Regions from separate parts of the Triticum aestivum genome. Here region 1 is linked to region 2. A link is a contact called in public Hi-C data. All regions are on one chromosome and are shown on one strand. Each heading gives the region's core, a stretch centred on a gene start, on an enhancer-like site or on the middle of the called end of the contact. The rest is flanking DNA. Distances are from core to core; before and after follow the strand shown. Region 1 holds the start of LOC123152308 (hydroxymethylglutaryl-CoA synthase). Region 2 holds the start of LOC123152294 (probable protein NAP1).

Region 1 (5,004 bases), core at 2,428-4,927, 450 kb before region 2:
AATTAAGGGGGGGGGGGGGGGGGGGGGGGGCATTCCTAGGGCAAATGGTTGTTGCCATGCAGATCCTAGCAACGCAGAATCTAATACAAACAGCAGTTCAATCTACTATGGACAGTGGTGACTCAATTAATGGTATGTAGCTATCTTCAAGAAAGGCTATTCTCTAGTACAATTGTAGAACTAAGTAAATTCCAAAATTGTTTAGAATAAGTTTAGCAAAGACCCTGATTTCCTTGATGAATAAAGCTCATATCACCATAGTGACCGGGGCAAGTTTTCTGAGTAATCACATACAGAATTCAGTTTTGTGTGCTTTTCAGGTTCAGAGCTTGTCCATAGTACGGACTACAAATACACTATGATTCCTTTTCTTTAATAAACTATAATTTGGTATGAAACCTCAAAAGGTTATTCTCCAAAATACTTGGTAACAAATTCGAAAGCCATGTATGGTAAACCATACCACATTGGTATGACAAATGGCTGTAAAATACTCCCTCCACCCCATAATATAAGAGCGTTTTTGACACTAGTGTAGTGTCAAAATCACTCTTATATTATGGGACGGATTGAGTATATGACAAGATCCGCTTTCTATCTACAACAGACTGGCTGAGGGTTGTGAGAATGAAAGACCATACCACATGTCTTGACTCAAGCTTTGCCGTCACATCAAGCACAGAAGCAATATTTGTTAAACTAAAGGGATGCTGACCCTCATTTAGTTTGAATGAAAACATAGTGGATGTCAAGCCACTGCCGTAAGAGAACATGACAATTCGTTGGCCGCTCTGCATAAGAAATGGAAGTTAACTACAAGGAATGAACAGGAGATACAAAGGCATACAAATATAAGATAGAGGCATAAAACCAAAACCTCACCAGACTAGCATGCTTGTTGTAGATTACAGATGCCAATGCAGCATACAGAGATGCAGTATACATGTTACCAATTTGTTTTGGAAGCAACGTTGACGGTTGAACTTTGATGTCATACAAATGCTTTGCAAGTTGTTGAGAGCCCTGAAAGTTCAGTAGTAGAAGACTTAATGGTCACATCAGCGAAGAAATTAAGCATTGTAAGAACTATTATCCACCTAACGAGGAATAACCTTTTCCAAGTCACGACTTTGGTAGCTTTCTTCGCTAGTCAGGTTTGCAAAAGGCTGAAGCTTTTCTTTAGCATCATTATCAACCGAACTGACATCAAAGAAAACAAAAACAAATAAGTTCCTTCATCTAGGGGCCAAGACTAAGAGTGTCGAATGTGTATCGTATAACCCGGCAAAGGGTGGAGGTCTTTTTACAAATTCAGAATATTATTTGGTCCACATATTAAAAGCTTAAGAAGCAAAAGGAGCATGTATTTAAAGGGAGGAACCGCAGACCTGCAATTGCGCATGAAATCGTTGAAGTAAAGTCGAGCAAAACTCTTCTGTACAAGCTGTGATAGTAACAAAGTGAGGAGTCAATGTCTGTATTCCCCAGAGGTTAGAGAACAGAATTGGGAGAATTAAAAGACTGCAAAATCTTATACATCTCCATGGCAGTGTGCAGTCATCATACCTTGTTATATGGAGAATGAAACACACAATAATCTGCGTCCGAAATCGAGAACTTTTCTCCCACTAGCTTCTCATACCTGATTTCGTGATCATAGTGTGATGTTATTGCTTGAGAAGAACAAAATGCTAGTACTGCAGTTGAGTGGGTAAATTATGGCAGTTAACTCACTTGGCACAATACTGTCTATAGCACGAATCCAGAGCCATCAGGTAGCATGTTTGAGATAGTTTCCCATCAACAACCTACAATAACCGAGGAACAGAAGTGTGGATATAATACTATGAAAGAGACAAAAAGTATATCTAGTTGAGAGTTTGTTTACATGCCTAAAACAAACAAACAAACAAAAACAAGTGATAGAATCCTAACCGGATATTCACTTGCAAGATCAGGCTTGTAGAAATCGTAAACATGAGCCATGTGAGAAGCTCTATATTTACTTTCGAAAGAAATAGGTGCATTTGGACCAATAAGCATAGCAATTGCAGCAGCTCCACCCGTAGGCCGAGCTGGTCCCTCTGCATAAACCTGAACATAATATGGGACATCAAATGAGTGCTGCACAGAGACAAAAGGGAGAGAAACTGAATCGACTTAGTGCAAAAATTATATGGTGATATTGGCTGACTAACTGCGCTATCTGTGCAGACCACAAGGCCGTAGCGTCCATCCCAGCATCGACTTTCAACCCAGTTCACACAATTCAACAGGGCAGCTGTCCCACCATAACATGCGTTGCTTGAGTCAACTCCTTCAATGTCAGTATTACCACTTTCCTGTATTTGTGACAAATGTTAACAATAGCGACATTGAGTGAGACTGAAACTGAACTAACAAACAACTAAATGAAGTGAAAACTGTGAATTCATCAAGATCCAGGTTTAGAGGGAATATATGTTGGATCCTAATTCCATGATTTACCTCAAAAATCTGCATCAGCCACGTTTTGATGGATTTACTTTTGTCTATCACTGTCTCACTGCCAACCTCCAGGCGGCCAATTAGCTTCGGATCTATATGGTACTTTTCCAGCAGGGATTTGACAACTGTCAAGCTGAAACAACTTTCCAACTTGAGCATTCACATACCGAATAGAGTATTGCACTAAATAGATATACGTATTTGATAAAATTGATTAGTAAATTCTACTCATCAAGAAGTTCAATCCCAGTAAAAGAAGGTAACGGACAAGGCAGCAATTTTTTCCAATGTGACAAAATATACCTCATCGAGATGACATCTTCTACCTCGCTGCAGAAGGCCATGCAATCTTGCCCAAGACCAATTGTGTACTTCCCCTTGCTGGCTCCGTCATGAACCTCCAGCGCTTCCTGCAACCAGTAGTTCAACGCATCAGCATTCAACTCTGAGTACAACAGCATTGAACGGACACAGCAAATTATCCATGTATTAGTTGCGCACAGCCGCTCCAGTTCCTCTCCAAAGCCACATCAGATAACCATTTGCTCGCTCTGTGAGATACGAAATACTGTACAAGGCAGATGCAGCATCTGACAGCAGGTATAACAGAGTGAAACTAATGATTCAAATATTCCTCGAGTAAACAAATAAATTCACCACCCGTGATCCACAAATTCGCACCGAGATGGCACCTCCGAATCATGCTTTCAGTTTCCGGAAACAATTCCATCGTGGCGATCTCAACTACGGAGTACTTCCTAAACCCGAAATCCCACACGTCTGGCTAAAACCCCGGCGGCAATTCCCCGGAAACTAACCCAAAATACCAAATCATCCGTAATCTCGACGCGGAGATGCTCGGAGCGTCAGATCAGCCACGTTCGCAGCACGCAGCGTGACACGACGGCGACAAATCGAGCGGGGGCGGCGGGAACAGCAGCTCTGGTGGAGAACCTCACCTGCTGGACGCAGGTGGGAGGGAAATACATGTCCATGGCGAGGATCCCGACATCCTTGCACTCCATCTCGCGATCCCTCCTCCCGCTCTGTGCTTCCGCGGGCTCTCCCAGTGGCTGCGAGGAGGAGGAGGCGTGTGTGACGTGAGAGAGTTCGTGTGACTTTGGCAGCGCCGTGGACGCGGAGCACGTCGGGGATAATATACGAGATTCCCAGATTCGTTTGTCTGCATCCCTGAACCGGTCCTGGCGATTTGTGGGCTGCGACGGCCTGCTTGGGCCAGAGGCACGGAAGAATTTTAAAACCTTTTCTGCGGCTTTTTATTCATATATATCTATCTATATCTATATCAATATAAAAAGATCCAAAAGGGCAGATCCAACTGATCTCGACCATCAAACTAAGTCAATCAAACGACTTAGATTGCTCCAATGGCGAGCGTTCAACATGTTTAACGTGCAATTAATATCATATCAAATATTGCACTAATCATAGAATTAACACACGAATAATAGCATACCTAATATCCGCGTGCAATTAATACATTGCCTAAATATTAACGTGCATTGCACGTGCGCATTTACTAGTATAAAGAAATATACCAAAGTTGAGATCCTGAGGGCATGAGCAATGAAGGCATCAGCTTGATGCTGCCCCATGTCTTAATTTATACTTAAAGTATTGAAACTACCATTTATATTTTTACTCACTCAACGGAGGCAGCCATAGGTAGACCCCACTTGTTAGGAGCCCTCCTACCATCACGTGCTTGGGGGGTCTGGCCCGTTCCGGAACCACCAGGGCGATAAGAGCCTGGGAGGAGGCGACGTCGAGACCATCTAGTGGATCACGGCTATCGGCACGGCGACTTCCTCTTCTCCTCCTACCTCTGGCTTCTTCCTCCTTGCTCTTGAGCAATTCTTCTTGTATATGTTCCTGTAGCTCGAATTGGTGTTCGTGAGGAGTGAATCCACATCAGTACTCTAACATCTGGCATCAGAGCCAGTCCACCAGACTTTCGCCTTCTTCCTGTTCGGAAAAATGTCTAGCCACCAAATGTCCTCAGATCAAGTTCTCAGCATGGTGGTGGAGCAAGCAATTTACCCAACCACCGTTAATGTGATGTATTCCCTCTTCGATCACTTCGGTATTGAGCAGTTGGTGGTGTATCCCCCAACAATATCAGAGGATGGACAACCATGTGTGGCGGCGGATGTGCGGTTTTGTTCGGCACACGCGGCGACATACTGGGATGGCCGCTGCATCTACTTCCGATGCTGTCGTCTGCAGATGTGGAACGCAATGCCTGACGTGTTGCCGGCCCAAACCTCACCACCAACGAGCACGACAACGCCAGCTGCCTTCATGGCGGGTAATATTGCTACATCTGCACACTCCACCGTCTTGGACTCCTCCGTCAACATCCCTACGGCGACCAGCACCAACACGCCACCTCACGTCCAGGATACATCCCCCAAGTCTTCCCTCGACAGCAACGGTCGCGTCCTCGTCACGGGAACGACCGAGTACAAATTGGTGGCGGCAAATCTGGAAGTCGTC
Region 2 (5,439 bases), core at 1,892-4,391:
TTGGTTATTGACCGGAGACGTGTCTCGGTCATGTCTACATTGTTCTCGAACCGTAGGGTCCGCACGCTTAACGTTACGATGACAGTTTCATTATGAGTTTATGTATTTTGATGTACCGAAGGTTGTTCGGAGTCCCAGATGTGATCATGTACATGACGAGGAGTCTTGAAATGGTCGAGACATAAAGATCGATATATTGGAAGCCTATATTTGGATATCGGAATCGTTCCGGGTGAAATCGGGATTTTACCGGTGTACCGGGGGGTTACCGGAACCCCCCAGGGGTTATTGGGCCTACATGGGCCCTAAGGAAGAAGAGGAAAGGAGGCAAGAGGTGGCCGCACGCCCCTCCCCTCCCTAGTACGAATAGGACAAGGAGAGGGGGGTGGCGCCCCCCCTTTCCTTTCCCTCTTCCTCCTCTTTCCCACTTCTCCTTCTCCAACTAGGAAAGAAGGGAGTCCTACTCCCGGTGGGAGTAGGACTCCCCCTTGGCGCGCCCTCCTTGGCCGGCCGCCCCCTCCCCTTGGCTCCTTTATATACGGGGGCAGGGGGCACCCTAGAACACACAAGTTGATCTTCGTGATTGTTCCTTAGCCGTGTGCGGTGCCCCCCTCCACCATATTCCACCTCGGTCATATTGTAGCAGTGCTTAGGCGAAGCCCTGCGATGGTTGAACATCAAGATCGTCACCACGCCGTCGTGCTAACGGAACTCCTCCCCGAAGCTTTGCTGGATCGGAGCCCGGGGAGCATCATCGAGCTGAACGTGTGCCAAAAACTCGGAGGTGCCGGAGTAACGGTGCTTGGATCGGTTGGACCAGGAAGACGTACGACTACTTCCTCTACGTTGCGTCAACGCTTCCGCTTCGGTCTACGAGGGTACGTAGACAACACTCTCCCCTCTCGTTGCTATGCATCACCATGAACTTGCTTGTGCGTAGATTTTTTTTGAAATTACTATGTTCCCCAACATCAACAATGCATAGTAGCAACGGTGCACTAGCCTCCACAAGACCGCGGAGCTCACGAACTGTCACAGGGCTGCCAATTTCTCGACAGTTCCAACACATGGTCCTCATTGGGCTCGGTTGTCCTCCTCACCGGAGGCCGCCTGAGATGTGAGCTCCATTCCATCCACAACCAACCTTCATCTTGCTTCCTCCGCTTCACCACCTGAACCTTCTCTGGCGTTGACGCCGGATCGTTAGCGCCTGAAGAGGTAGCGCCCTCAATGCGTATGACCAACCCTGCCACTTTGCCAGCTAAATTTGGGACTGGATGGCCCCTAATATTTACACTTCCATCCGCCGCCACCAGCCGTTTACGAGCTCCGTTCTCACCTCCCTCTTCACCGATCTGGCCCCTAGCATCAGACTCCATGCCATCCCTCTTCGTTCGCTGTGCATCAGCAAACGCCCCCTCACTGTAATCACCTCTCCCTCTTCCACCCACCGGAACCCTTCCTCCTCTACCTCCTCTATCCCCTCTAACAGCATCCCTCCCTCTACCTTTGCCTCCTCCATCACCTCTACCTCGCCCCCTAAACCTTGAACTGTTGGCCCCTCCGGCTCCCAAAGCAACCACTCCCCCCATTCAAAAGTATTCGGGTCATGCACCCTGTCACCACACTCATGAGCTAGGTGGCCCATTCTTCCACATGCAAAACAGAAATCTGGCAGCTTCTCATAGTAGACACCGTACCTCTTATACTCCTTCAAGGTTATTGGTACAAAACGGACCAGCATGATGTTGACATCCACATAAACCCTAACACAGAGGGTACTAGCTGGGTTGATTCTTCCCTCATTCATGATCACAGTGAACGGTGGATCACCCACCTTGGCAGCAACTTTCTCCGCCATCTCTCTCTTCCTCGTAAGGCCATCAGGCAGTCCCTTCACTCTAGCCCAAACCGGGATCTTGTTTAGTCTATATCCCTTGACATCTGAAAACCCGTCGTATTCTTGGAGCACCACCAGAGCCCTCCTAAACAGCCATGGCCCTCCATCCATAATCTTCCTCCAATCTCCCAAGCAATGACATTGAACTAAAAATAAGTTAGGGCCTTTGACATTGAAGGTAACCCCACTGTGCCGCCACCCAAGCATTACGCATCTGTGACATAAGTGCAGCATGACTAAAAGGTTTCGTGGTGTGTACACGAAAGAGAGCCAGCCAGTGCACATCCTTTATGAGTTCATCCACTTCCTCCGAGAAATCAAGCTCTTTCTCCTCCCTACAATGTAGTTTCATCCTCGCGAATTGGTCCTCCAGATCTGGTTCGAGGCCATGGTAATCGCCATACTCCTCCTCGTACCCCTCAAATTGATTCCGCACGTCCTGTGAGCTTTGATCCTGCCTCCCCTTCCTCCTAGCCTCTTCCTCACCCCCTTCGCCAGCCCTGATCCGCTCGGCCGGTCCGCCGTCGCCATCGCTACTGCCTCCGCTATCGTTCCTTCCTTCCCTCCTTGCACCTGGATCGTTGGTTCCGCCATGCACGCGCGCACACACGACGGGAGAAGGTAGAACTCACCGACGGCCAGAGAAGACCGGCGGCCGGGGAGAATTTACGTGGACTCCGGCACGATCGCCAGAGGATAGGTGGAACCCTAGGGGAACTAGTACCGTTCACGCCCGGTCATACTCATAACCGCATCAAATCTCCAAGGTGAACACCCTCTGACCAATGAAACAATGTAGGCAAGGGAAGTCGGCAAAACGGATCCGTAACTTCGGGAAAATGATTGGCTCTGAGGACTGGGCTCGGGGGTCCCGGCCCCGAACCCGTTGGCTGTCGGCGGATTGCTCGAGCTGCTCACGCGGCGAGAGCGGGTCGCCGCGTGCCGATGGGGGGACGGATCGGGAATCGCCCCTTCGGGGGCTTTCCCCGAGCATGGAACAGTCGACTCAAAACTGGTGGACAAGGGGAATCCAACTGTTTAATTAAAACAAAGCATTGCTATGGTCCTTGCGGATGCTGATACAATGTGATTTCTGCCCAGTGCTTTGAATGTCAAAGTGAAGAAATTCAAAGGAAGAGGGTTTGGGTTTGGGTTTGTGGACCGGCGAGGTTGAAATTATCCTCTGCTACAGGCCAGATCCGGGCCTTTTGTCATGCCCCCTGCCGCTCACCAAACGCAGTCAAGAACTTCGGGCCCACGGTCCTTCGAGTCATGCGTAGGAGTAAAGACGAAGCATAAAAAAAAAGGGTAAAAGAAGGGTAAGGTCGCTGTACTGCTCGTACTGCTCCCCCATTCAGGAGAAGCAGAGGAGAGCCATCCGAGAGCGACGGAGCTGCTTCTTCGCAATGGCGGCGAGATCTCTGCTCCACTGAGCAAGCCACCGGCCTCCGTACAGGCGTGCGTCTGCCAGGTGAGCTCGCTCGCTTGCTCTTCCAACGGATTCGTTGGAGCCTGGATCTCCTAAAGGAAAATGCATAATTCATGACAAGGTTTTGGTAATCGGAGTCAGTTGGGCAGAAAGCTCGGTGGCAGGCGCGGCGGACCGGCAATTGCCCTCCCAACAGGAGATGGCGCACGTTTCGTTCAAATCCAAGGAGGTGGACAGCGTGCCCCGGTGGTCGGAATACCTGACCGCCGAGGAGTCTTCTCCCTCGGCGTCAGCAAGCTGGAGGACCATGGGCGTTGACGGGCCTCAGCCCTCATCGAGTGGCCAGAGGCACCTTCAGATGGAGCCAGTGGTTCAGCTCTCCAAGGTCGCGGAAGGGCTGCTGGCCAAGATGTACAGGCTCAACAGCATCCTGGACTACCCAGATCCAAACACGCACACATTCTCGGAGGCATTTTGGAAAGCTGGTGTTATGCCGAATTTCCCGAAAATTTGCATCACCTTGTCCAAGAAATTTCCTGAGCATCCCAACAAGCTGCAGCTTGAAAAGGCAAGTGTCTCGACCACCCGGATGTACTCTCTCAACCTGGAATTTGCTCAATCTTATGGCACTATGCTTTTTCAGGTAGACAAGTTTGCTCTTGATGCTTTGAATGAAAACGCAGAAGGTTACATGCAAAAGCTAGAGCAATGGATCATGGTATGCGCCAACTACCGAGATTAACAATTAATTGTATCAGCAGGGTAAACAAGTTTTGTTCTGTTCTGTTGACGTATCAATTTAGTGCTGCGGTCTGGTAGGATATATTTTGCTTTATATATATACTAGAAGAGTTGGGCGCGCTTTGCTGCGTCATTGATGTCATTGGGTTTTCATAATTTTTTTACTCCATCTATTTCAAAATATAAGGTGTATTAGTTTTTTTGAAATGTCAAGCCTCTTTAAGTTTAACCACATTTGTGTGGAAATATATCAATATCCATAATATCAAATCAGATTTTTAGATTCATCATGAAATGAATTTTCATATTTCATTTACTTAGTACTATTGTGGATGTTGAGTGGCGCTGAGTGTTGGCCGACTAAAAGGTGACATGTTCAACAGTTAGGTGTGGCGGAGATGCGTATGTTGAGATGGATGTGTGGCCACACGAGGAAGGATCGAGTCCGGAATGATGATATACGAGATAGAGTTGGGGTAGCACCAATTGAAGAGAAGCTTGTCCAACATCGTCTGAGATGGTTTGGGCATATTCAGCGCAGGCCTCCAGAAGCTCCGGTGCATAGTGGACGGCTAAAGCGTGCGGAGAATGTCAAGAGAGGGCGGGGTAGACCGAATTTGACATGGGAGGAGTCCGTTAAGAGAGACCTGAAGGATTGGAGTATCACCAAAGAGCTAGCTATGGACAGGGGTGCGTGGAAGCTTGCTATCCATGTGCCAGAGCCATGAGTTGGTTGCGAGATCTTACGGGTTTCACCTCTAGCCTACCCCAACTTGTTTGGGACTAAAGGCTTTGTTGTTGTTGTTGTAGTACTATTGTGGATGTTGATATTTTTGGCTCTGAACTTGGTCAAAGTTAAAAGAATTTGACTTTTCCATAAATGAATACTACCTCCGTCCTGTTTTATTGGTTCCCTTTGTATTTTGTGTAAAACTTTGACCGTACATTTAACTAACGAAATATGAATGCATGTGACCAAAAATTATATCCTTGGATTCATATTTGTACATAGGTTTCAATGATGCTATTTTTGGTGACATGCATTAACATTTTGTTAGTTAAATCTAAGTTCAAAATTTGGCACAAAATACGTAGGGAACCAATAAACCAGGACGGAAGTAGTACACCATATATTTTGAAACAGATGGAGTATTTGGTTTGGTTAGTGGGAAAGATGATGGAGTGTGTGTTTTTTTATTCATATGATGTGGTGTTTCGATGGGCCTTTCCGTAGTGTGATTTTGTTTGTCTGCTAATCAACTTATATTTATGTGGAGAATTTTTCTGCGTCGATGACTGCATGTACTATATTGGTGCTACAGTGTCAAATGTTGGCGCTTCTTTTTTCTAATTGGTGAGGGTGCGCGGG

The links. A called contact is a pair of places that touch in the nucleus more often than the background predicts.
Region 1: a Hi-C map of leaf shows a contact between it and region 2, with 5 times the contacts expected there. The contact joins the promoter of LOC123152308 here to the promoter of LOC123152294 in region 2. A contact is called at or near these places in 2 of 5 Hi-C or Micro-C datasets (both in leaf).

The regions. Positions count from the first base shown.
Region 1 is chr7A:277,974,041-277,979,044 of IWGSC CS RefSeq v2.1, reverse strand. LOC123152308 (hydroxymethylglutaryl-CoA synthase) reads right to left here and starts at 3,677. Exons shown (of 12, transcript XM_044571884.1): 1 at 3,447-3,677; 2 at 2,791-2,897; 3 at 2,488-2,620; 4 at 2,199-2,342; 5 at 1,936-2,094; 6 at 1,735-1,808; 7 at 1,567-1,642; 8 at 1,389-1,444; 9 at 1,113-1,200; 10 at 883-1,023; 11 at 642-791. The coding sequence starts at 3,512.
Region 2 is chr7A:277,525,813-277,531,251 of IWGSC CS RefSeq v2.1, reverse strand. It overlaps LOC123152294 (probable protein NAP1), which reads left to right and starts at 3,141. Exons shown (of 24, transcript XM_044571875.1): 1 at 3,141-3,371; 2 at 3,471-3,897; 3 at 3,973-4,047. The coding sequence starts at 3,529.